Regions from separate parts of the Drosophila melanogaster genome. Here region 1 is linked to region 2. A link is a contact called in public Hi-C data. All regions are on one chromosome and are shown on one strand. The core of a region is the stretch at or near the end of the contact, and the rest is flanking DNA. Distances in the headings are between cores, read along the strand shown. Region 1 holds the start of CycB3 (Cyclin B3). Region 2 holds the start of Golgin84 (Golgin-84).

Evidence for each region. Hi-C and Micro-C count contacts between places; a contact is called where the count stands out from the background.
Region 1: a Hi-C map of the Kc167 cell line shows a contact between it and region 2, with 2.4 times the contacts expected there. The contact joins the promoter of CycB3 here to the promoter of Golgin84 in region 2. A contact is called at or near these places in 7 of 107 Hi-C or Micro-C datasets (the D17-c3 cell line, the Kc167 cell line, the ML-DmBG3-c2 cell line and 3 more).

What each region holds. Positions count from the first base shown.
Region 1 is chr3R:24,869,551-24,874,248 of dm6, reverse strand. CycB3 (Cyclin B3) reads left to right here and starts at 3,433. Exons shown (of 1, transcript NM_001276005.1): 1 at 3,433-4,698. The coding sequence starts at 3,721. It overlaps CG3744, which reads left to right. Exons shown (of 9, transcript NM_170177.3): 4 at 1-146; 5 at 287-890; 6 at 1,000-1,311; 7 at 1,373-1,595; 8 at 1,838-2,030; 9 at 2,096-3,047. The coding sequence ends at 2,297.
Region 2 is chr3R:24,356,563-24,361,232 of dm6, reverse strand. Golgin84 (Golgin-84) reads left to right here and starts at 3,295. Exons shown (of 2, transcript NM_142993.3): 1 at 3,295-4,670. The coding sequence starts at 3,357. It overlaps CG18528, which reads left to right and starts at 1,089. Exons shown (of 3, transcript NM_142994.4): 1 at 1,089-1,355; 2 at 1,674-1,979; 3 at 2,036-3,138. The coding sequence starts at 1,167. The coding sequence ends at 3,022. CG5762 reads left to right here. Exons shown (of 2, transcript NM_142995.3): 1 at 1-95; 2 at 154-528. The coding sequence ends at 342.

The sequences.
Region 1 (4,698 bases), core at 2,184-4,683, 510 kb before region 2:
TCCAAGCTCAAGCTGGTTCAGTTCGTACTGAACGAGGCACTGCAGGTCAGCGAAATTGCCATCAAGGATCTGCCCTACTCCCTGTTGGCTGTTTTTAGCTGGTTAGAGTACATTGTACGTGTCGGCTGGACACCGGATGCTAAATAGTAAGTATACCCCTGAATGTGAAACATGTTGCAACCAAATAATTCTGAAATATCTAATAATAAGAAAAAGTTCTTTCGCCTCTATGGAAGCTTGCCAGAAGTTAAATTATAATTGACTGTGCATTCTTTTCACTTGCCAGCGTATGGGTTCAAGGACTGGATCGAAAGCAGCAGCGGCTGGACGTAATCCTTATTCCACTGGACAACTTCTGCGAGTCCTACAGCAGTCAGGTTTCAACGCCGACCGACTCAATAGGCGACCACAGCTGGCGCAGCCTGTACAGTCGCACAATCACGCCACTGCAGGTTATATACACGGAACGCTCGGATAGCTGGATTAATGTGCATGATATGCTTCACTTCCTGGATCTGACGGAAACAAGCGTCACCTTCTTGTGGGCATCTGAGGAGACTGGTTTTCGTCACCTTTATTTGGTGACCGCCAGCTTGTTGTTGAGCCAAGCAAATGGACAGCCAGATCCCGGATCCGTTGGCGCGCAGCCCAGTTTCGTGGATCTATCGGCACTGCAACCGCGCATCCTCAACAAGGTGGCCTTGACCAGCGGAGAGTGGGAGGTGCTGGCCAGGAATCTCTGGGTGGACAAGGCCAACAAGCTGGTGTACTTTGTGGGACTTCGAGATACGCCGCTAGAAAAACACCTGTACGTTGTGAGTCTGGAGCGGCCCGAACACATTCGCCTGCTAACGGAGCCAGGTTACTCATACCTCGTGGAATTCGATGATGTACGTATGATCACTGTCATTATCTAGCTAAAGTGAAAATATAATATTGTGCCCAAATAAGTATGCTATAATTTAGCATTTTAACGATCTTTTCCCAATTTTCTCACAGCAATGCAAGTTGATGCTGCTCGTTTACTGCAACATACAGCGGCTGCCCAGTTGCAAGGTGATGCGCGTTAACCAGACATGCTCGAACGGTGGAGTCAACGGCATTCAGATTTCACTTGTTGGCTATCTCCACGAAGGCGGAAAGCCGGAGCCGCAGTACTGTCCGCAAATTTTCTCGCCGCAGTTGCCGTCGGGAGATATCGTGTATGCCATGGTTTTCAAGCCGCACAATTTTGAGTTGGGTGTCAAGTATCCCACGGTGCTCAATGTTTACGGAGGACCCGAGGTGCAGACCGTGAACAACACATTTAAGGTAGGTTTCACAAAATACAGAGTTCTTTGTCTAACTTCGATGTAATTCTGTATTTTCTTAGGGAAAACATCAATTGCGGATGCATATGCTGGCCGCGCAGGGATATTGTGTCATCTGCATCGACTCTCGAGGATCGCGGCATCGAGGCAAGCGATTCGAAAGTCACATCCGTGGTCGGATGGGTCAGGTGGAGCTGACGGATCAGGTGGATGCGCTGCGGAGCTTGTCTGACCAGTTGGGCTACATTGACATGGATCGCGTGGCCATTCACGGGTGGTCATACGGTAAGTTATCTCGAGATAGGTGATTGACATTGTTATAGTGGGGTATTTCCCACAACTCTGCATACTATTTAATCTAATCAACAAGCAAGTCATTCTGAACTTGCAAGTACACAGACAGAATGAAGATGCCTTATCGGTTTATGAACGTTAAATTAATGCACTATAATGGTTACTTTCAATTGAGGGAACTGGGTAAAGGTAAAGGCATTGCAATAATTTCCATATGGTTGTCATTTCAACAGGGGGCTATCTTAGCCTGATGGGCCTGGTTCAGTATCCGAAAATCTTTAAAGTGGCCATTGCCGGAGCGCCGGTCACCAACTGGGAGTATTACGATACGGGCTACACGGAACGATACATGGATATGCCGCAAAATAACGAGGCCGGTTACTCAGCCGGTTCGGTGCTCGAATACGTAAACTCTTTTCCCGAAGAGTGAGTTCTTAAGCTGGTTCTTAAATTGTCAAATTTTCGAAACATTCATGTTTTCTTTTGTTCAGGGACAAACGCCTGCTGCTCATACACGGCCTGATCGACGAGAACGTGCACTTCTGCCACACCTCGCGTCTGATCAGTGCTTTGAACAAGGCAAACAAGCCGTACGAGGTGCATCTGTTCCCCGAGGAGCGGCATTCGTTGCGTAATCTGGAATCGAATAAAAACTACGAAACTAAATTACTGTCATTCTTGCAAAACTTATGAGATTCGTAAATGTCAACAGCCGAAACAAGATCGCCTGCTTAGGCAGTAAAACTAGACCCGCCCCACGCCCTCGTCCCTTTGCAATAGTTTTTTACATCATTGTCTTTGTTTTTATTTGAATTTTTGTTGTTCGAACTATTGTTTTTATTCGATAAAGAAAATGAGAGAAAACGAAATTTGTATCATATTTTTAGCATACTTAATTTATAAACGTACGCAGTTGTAAGTATAATGGAAAGTTGAATGAATGAAAGTTTACCTGCCACCCAATATTAGACTTCAGATCAAGACCAAGCAGCTTATTGTAATTAATTTATACTTAATGTTCTACAACACACGTCATATACTCTTAACTATGTTTTAATTGTGTTTGATATCCGCAAATGTACATTTTTCCTATCAGTAATTATAAGTTGTGTTTTAGTGCGTATGTACGAGTATGAGTGACTGTATGCGTGTTTTCCACAGAAACGGAAAAAAAAAACCTTAAACTTGTCATGCCTTTGGGGCAGGCCATCAATTAATGTTAGTTCTACGCATGCATATATATATATATATATATATATATTATATATCTCTTCGATAAACCTGACGCAAGTCGTATGCATACTTGATTGAGTTCTTAGAAACCCGCGTTTGGCTGAAGCAACAAAAACTGAATTAAATTTAATATTAATTATGCCTATATATAATCATTAGTTTTACAACTGATACAAGCAAACGTATATATACATATATTTTGTTTAACATTTAAATAAACAGTTGTGTGTAAAAGCAGGTGTTTTACTTTTCTCTCTTGTTTGGATTGATGGGGATTTTTGGGCACTGTTCAATTAATTAAATAAATATATTTAAACAAATTCCTTTCTGTCAGCTGCTCGAGGCTACTTTGATGAGTTTCTTAGTTCCATAAATTTGCAATTGCATATTTAAGCAAACTGCCCAAATAGTTCAATTCACATGTTTTGAACTTCAGACATTTAAATTAGCCGCGCTCTGGAAGACTACCCCCAATGCCTACCTTCACCACAGAGGTGTATTCCAGTCGATTTCCGTTAGGCGACCGAACGCCGCGGTACGGTCACACTGCAGGCCGCATCTGCATCTGGCATCTGGCGGTGTTTTTTTGATTTTTTACTCAGTGCTCTCTATCCCTCCGGCCAAGCGCCATAACTCCACAAAACTCGATCCGGAATTATATTGTGAGTTTGTGTGAATGTCTAGGCTTGATCGAGTCGACAATATCGGCAGTAGCGAACGACTCAAGTTCTAGCCAACACAAAGACCACATTCTGCAAGGAATCCGCTAGCGAGGATCTTGCTGAAACCAAGTGGAAGTGGAGGAGACGAGGACTCCAGGCGCCGCGCACAAGAACACAAACAACAAACGACGAGTGCGCTCACACGCAAACACGCATTCAAAATGGCGCCCACAAAAGCAACAACGCGCGCGGCCATCACAAGCGGGCATCATCAGCTGCAGCAGGCAGTGAATCCCATCCTGGGAGCCCTGGGAGCTGCCACTAGGAAGGGACTGACTCGGAGGGCGGCTGCCACGGGAAACATCGATCCGAATGTGGAGAATATGCAGACGCGCGCCAAACGCAAGGCCGACCACAGTCCAATTAAAAATGACAAAATCAAGCGCTCGGCGCTGGGTAACCTGACCAACAATGTTAAGATCATGACACTGCATCCGGCACAGGATGAGGAGCAGTCGGGCGTGGGCAAAAAGCCAACGGCCCAGCAGCTGCAGGCCCTGATGGATGCTAAGAAACAGGAGAATCTCAGCGTAAATGTCTTTGGCGCCAGTAAGATGACTACGCGCGCCTCCAGTAAAGTGGAGGATTCGGTGGAGAACTGCCACAAAGTGCTCGATAAGCTGGAAGAGGCGTTGGCCAGGCCCAAACCGCGCCCCAAGGCAGTGCCTGCCGCAAAAAAGACCGTTTTGGGGGAGGTTCAGCTACCGGCCATGCCAAATCCTATGCAGATTCCCGTTTTACTGCCGCCCACGCACAATCTGGCTGCTCCCCAGGTTGCCGCCGTCAAGCCAGTTCGTCGGATCTCCAATGACTTCAACAAGACTGAGGACAGCCTGTACATGTCCGCGCTGGAGGATGTCTCCAGTTGCGACTCCATGCGGCTGTCTGGAAACTTTGAGGCGGCGCGACGTCGCTCCGCCAAGTTGCAGCAAAAGACTGAGCAGCAGCCACAGCCGCTGTTGCTGACACTCCCAGAGACTGCTCCAAGCCAGGTGGTGCCCATTCCGCCAGTGCCCGAGGAAGTAGAGGACTTCGACCGCAAGAACTGGGACGATCCCTTCCAGGTGTCCCACTACGCCATGGATATATTCAACTACCTCAAAGTGCGCGAAGCGGAATTCCCCATTGCCGACTATATG
Region 2 (4,670 bases), core at 2,046-4,545:
TTAATTTCCCGGACAGTGTGGCGACCAAACGAAATCGTAGACGGGACTTTCTGGAGTCGATGGAAACTGAGGCTCCTCGACGCCGCCGAGCCCAGGTGCCTATTTTTTGGAATATTTCAAACAAAAATCAATTTGAAATAATCTTTTTTGCAGGAAGAAAGACCGAGTACGGCAAAGCCATGTGACGACGAGGCCCGTGCCTTTATCAACCAATGGGACACCAATGCGGCGATGATCCAACGCAACAAATTTGCTCGTGCCACCGATAGCTGTCCACCACCCATTGTATCTCTCCGGTTGTCAAACGCCTACAGCACCCGAAAACGTCAGTTCTTATTCTAAACCGTTTATATTTGACAGTTGTATTCGCATCAGAAATTCTAGCAATCGCTCATTCTTGTAGCCTGATCAAATTGATAGTGTCGAAGGCATCAGATTTTAAAGCGTCCAAATCCGAAAATGTAACTGTAAAAATGTAACACATCTGCACTAGATGTGATATTTGTTACTAATAAAATATTTAAGTGTATTTGTCTTCGTCAAAAGCGGAGAGGGAATTTGAGAAGTTCATCACAGCTTGGCTAAAATTGGTCTCAGAGACTTAATAAGAACTATTTCTTACAGCTTTTTACCAATGCTTATTATTTTTATCAACTTTTGGTGAAATAAAAAAAAAAATTTTTTTTTTTCTATTTTCACATTTTTTATAAGGGGTAACAACGTCTATTTTTTTCAAAAAACGTCAAAAAAATAAAATTACCAAATTTGAACTCCAACCAATTAAGGGCTTAATTACAAGTTCATCGAGATATGTCATTCGATATTTTCCAACGCTTTTGACAAAAAATCTGATAATTATTTGACAAAAAATTACAAAAACTACTTCTGTCTAATTGAATAAAAGTGAATTCTTTCTATCCAAATAACAAAGAAATAAATAAAAAACGTTCCCATGTTTCAAATCCCATATTTCGGTCAAAATGGTTTGTGTCGGGACTGGAGATTTACCCAAGCTTACCACCGCTCCATAATTGTTTACGCACAATTCTTTAGTATATATCTCCGAGTGGAATGATATATTTTTGTAACGGCCATTCCGCGGTCACACTTAATATCACGTTCAATTGTTTATTATTCGGCGGTTGGGATTTAATTGTTTTTCGGCGATGGCGCTTCTCAGAAACGCGTCCCAGAGCTTCTTGGGCAGTTTCCGGCGCTTTGCCAGCAGCGGATGCACCATCTACAGCCTCAGTTCCGGTCATGTCAAGTGCGGTGTGTCCGTGATCCGTGTCTCCGGGCCGCAAACAAAGAAGGCCCTCCGAGCAATTGTTGCAAACAAAGAATACGAGCCAAAGGCAAGTCAATCGATATAAACGTTTATTATTCCATATATGAGGGGTCGTGACCTGTGCAGTGTATAGTTTTGTTTTCTAGTATCCAAAATATATGTATGCAAATGAAAAGACCTGTTGCTTATTTATATACATTTTGGGAGATGTATCCTGTATAAAAATAAACAAATTTCTCCTAACTTACATATAATTGACTAAATAAATTGAATAATTTCGTGAACTGCTTAATTTGTTATAATTGGCAAGCTGCCAGGTTTTAAGACGAGAGACCTCTATGATAGTGAAACTTATAGTTCCCTTTATAAATACTTTTCCATATAGGCTCGTCAGGCGTATCTGAAATCCTTCTACCATCCCGCCAGCAAAGAGATGATTGACCGTGGGCTCTTACTTTGGTTTCCGGGACCGGCTTCTTTCACTGGCGAGGATTCCTGCGAGTTTCAGGTACACGGGTCCCTGGCAGTCATTGCGGCCATGTTGGATGCTCTGGGAAAAGTGGATGGATTGCGGCCGGCGGAGCCGGGAGAGTTCACAAAGAGAGCGTTCTTTGGTGGCAAACTGGATTTGACAGAGGTGGAGGGATTGGCCGATCTTATCCATGCTGAAACGGAGGCGCAAAGAAAGCAGGTAGACAGTGGACTTAGGGTCTCATAAATTTTGTTTCAAGTCTCTTCTTTCTCCAGGCACTGCTACAAAGCACTGGAGCACTGGCTCGACTCTACGACAACTGGCGCCGTCGACTTATTCGCTGTGCTGCCCATTTGGAGGCCTACATAGACTTCGCCGAAGAGGAGCAAATCGAAGGCGGCATCATCCTGCAACTCGGCAAAGAACTAAAGGCGGTAAAGCGTGAGATTCGCGAGCATTTGAGTGACCAGCGGCAGGGAGAGCTCCTCCGCGACGGAGTCCGCACTGTGATCATTGGAGCACCCAATGTTGGCAAGAGTAGTCTGCTCAATCTCCTCTGCCAGCGATCCGTGTCCATAGTGACGGATCAGGCGGGCACCACAAGGGATATTATAGAAACAATGCACAATTTCGGAGGATACCCGGTGGTATTTTCCGACACAGCCGGATTACGCCGATATACTACGGATAGTATAGAGCAGGAGGGAATGCAGAGAGCCAAGAATTGTCTAGTCCAATCTGATTTGATATTGCTCCTAGCAGAAGCCAAGAACATTGCACAGCTGACGCACGACGACGCAGTTGCTCCGTTTGTAGATAGCTATCTGGGCGAGTTGGATATACCTCTGGACATGTGCTCAGGGAAACGTCTGCAATTGGTGGCCAATAAAACCGACACTTTGACGGATGAGGAGCATCAGCAGCTGGACAAGCTGTCCAACGTGTTAGCCATATCATGCCATAAGCCCGATAAGATGCCCGTGTTTCTGGGATCACTGGAGAAGCAGCTGCAAGAACTGTGCGGAGAACCGCGGGCGGAGAATCCACGCATCACAAACACACGCTACCGTCAGCAACTGGAGCGCTGCATTGAGAACATTGATATTTTTCTACGAGATTACAGACCCGACGTTTACCCGGACATGGCCATAGCCGCCTCCAAGCTGCGCAACTCCGTGCGCTGCATCGAACGCATCACCGGACACATCAGCTGCGAAGATATACTCGACGTGGTCTTCAAGGACTTTTGCATTGGAAAGTGAAGAGATAGTTTATAGTTGTGAGTTGCGAAGATTACACTGCCCATGTTGAGTATTGAATAAAATATTCATTTGTACCCTAGAGTTTTGATAAGCATAATAAATTAACATTTCTGCACGGATAAGAAAGATTGGAATTACATTTATTTCTAAAACCAATCCTTACATTTTCATATAAATATTTTTTTGATCAGAAAAAAGGTTTTTCAAAATTACGTTACTTTTAGAGTGACCTTAACTTTGGAGTTGACCATTCCGCAGTCGATAGCGATATGGGCACACAGTGTGATATTGTTTACGTGTTTTACTCGAAGAGATTTGTTTTTCTTAGAAAAATATGTCATCCTGGATCACAGGACTGGCGGACAAGGCCGAAAACATTTTGAACAAGCTGGACCAAAATGCGGCAACGGCCCTGCAGACAGAGAACGCCACAGGTTCAGCGGATCCCATGCGTAGGAGCATGACGAGCAGCACCCAATCACTGTCCACATCCCTGAAGTCCACTCTGTCGCCAGTGCGGCGCTCGGGGGCCAATAGCTCATCAAGTGTAAAAAGCGATGGCGGGGTCTCCGTGGTCACTAAGGACATGCGCCAAAAGATGACCACGTCGGCCAGTTTCTCCAACAGTCCCGACATATCCGCCAACTCAATGGACACAAATGAATTGGCTGCCTTCAAGATCGCCCTGAATGAAATCACGGCCGAAAGAGATGAACTGCGTCTGCGCTTGGAAGATCTTAATAACGAAACCGAAAAGTTTGATCTGCATCAACACACCCAGGTGCTGGAAGCTCTGGTTAAAAGTCTGTCCGAAGAGCGGGACAAGGCGGTTCATGACTACAATGAGGCCCAGGCAGCTAACATGGCGTATGTGCACTCCATCTCCGAACTGGAAACCAATCTGGCCAAGTTGCAGCAGGAATACATAAGCGCCGCTCACAAATTGCAAATGCAAACAAAGGAAACGGAGCAGCAGCGCCAGGAGCTTCAGGAATACCGTATCAAGGCTCAGCGAGCTCTGCAAGCAAAGGATTCCCTCATCGCAGAGTTGAAGGCGAAGCCCACGGAGGAGGGCGCAGATCCAAACCTGGTGTCCAAGGACAGTGAAACGCGTTTTCTGCAAATTGAACACGAGTCACTTAAGCAAGAACTAGAGCATGCCAACGAGGAACTGCAAAAGGCGCGCTTGCAGCTGGACGATTACGTTTCCCAGGAAAGACAACGACAGGTGGAACTAAGCTCTGCCCGCCAACGCGAGGAAACACTAGCAAAGGAGTTGCGACAGGCAAGGGAACACAGTGTGACCTCCGAATCCGATCAGCGAGTGCTCACGCAGGAACTGGCCTCACTGCGGCAGCAACTTAGTAACCAAATGGCTGCTGCCGCCACTCGACTCCAGGAGCGGGAGCAGCAGCTTCAGCAGATGCGTCAGCGATTGAGCGAGGAAGCCAACACGGGAGCCAAGAGCGATTACGAGACTCGGCTAAAGGCTTTAACCCAATCACTGGTCGAACGTCAAAGTCTTCTGGAAAGAGTTACGAGTGAGAGAAATGCCCTGCGACTACAGCACGAAAAGGCACAGACGCAGCTACAGCAAAACATGCACTTGGTGGAAATGGAGAGCCAAAGGGGCAGCTCCCGCCATACT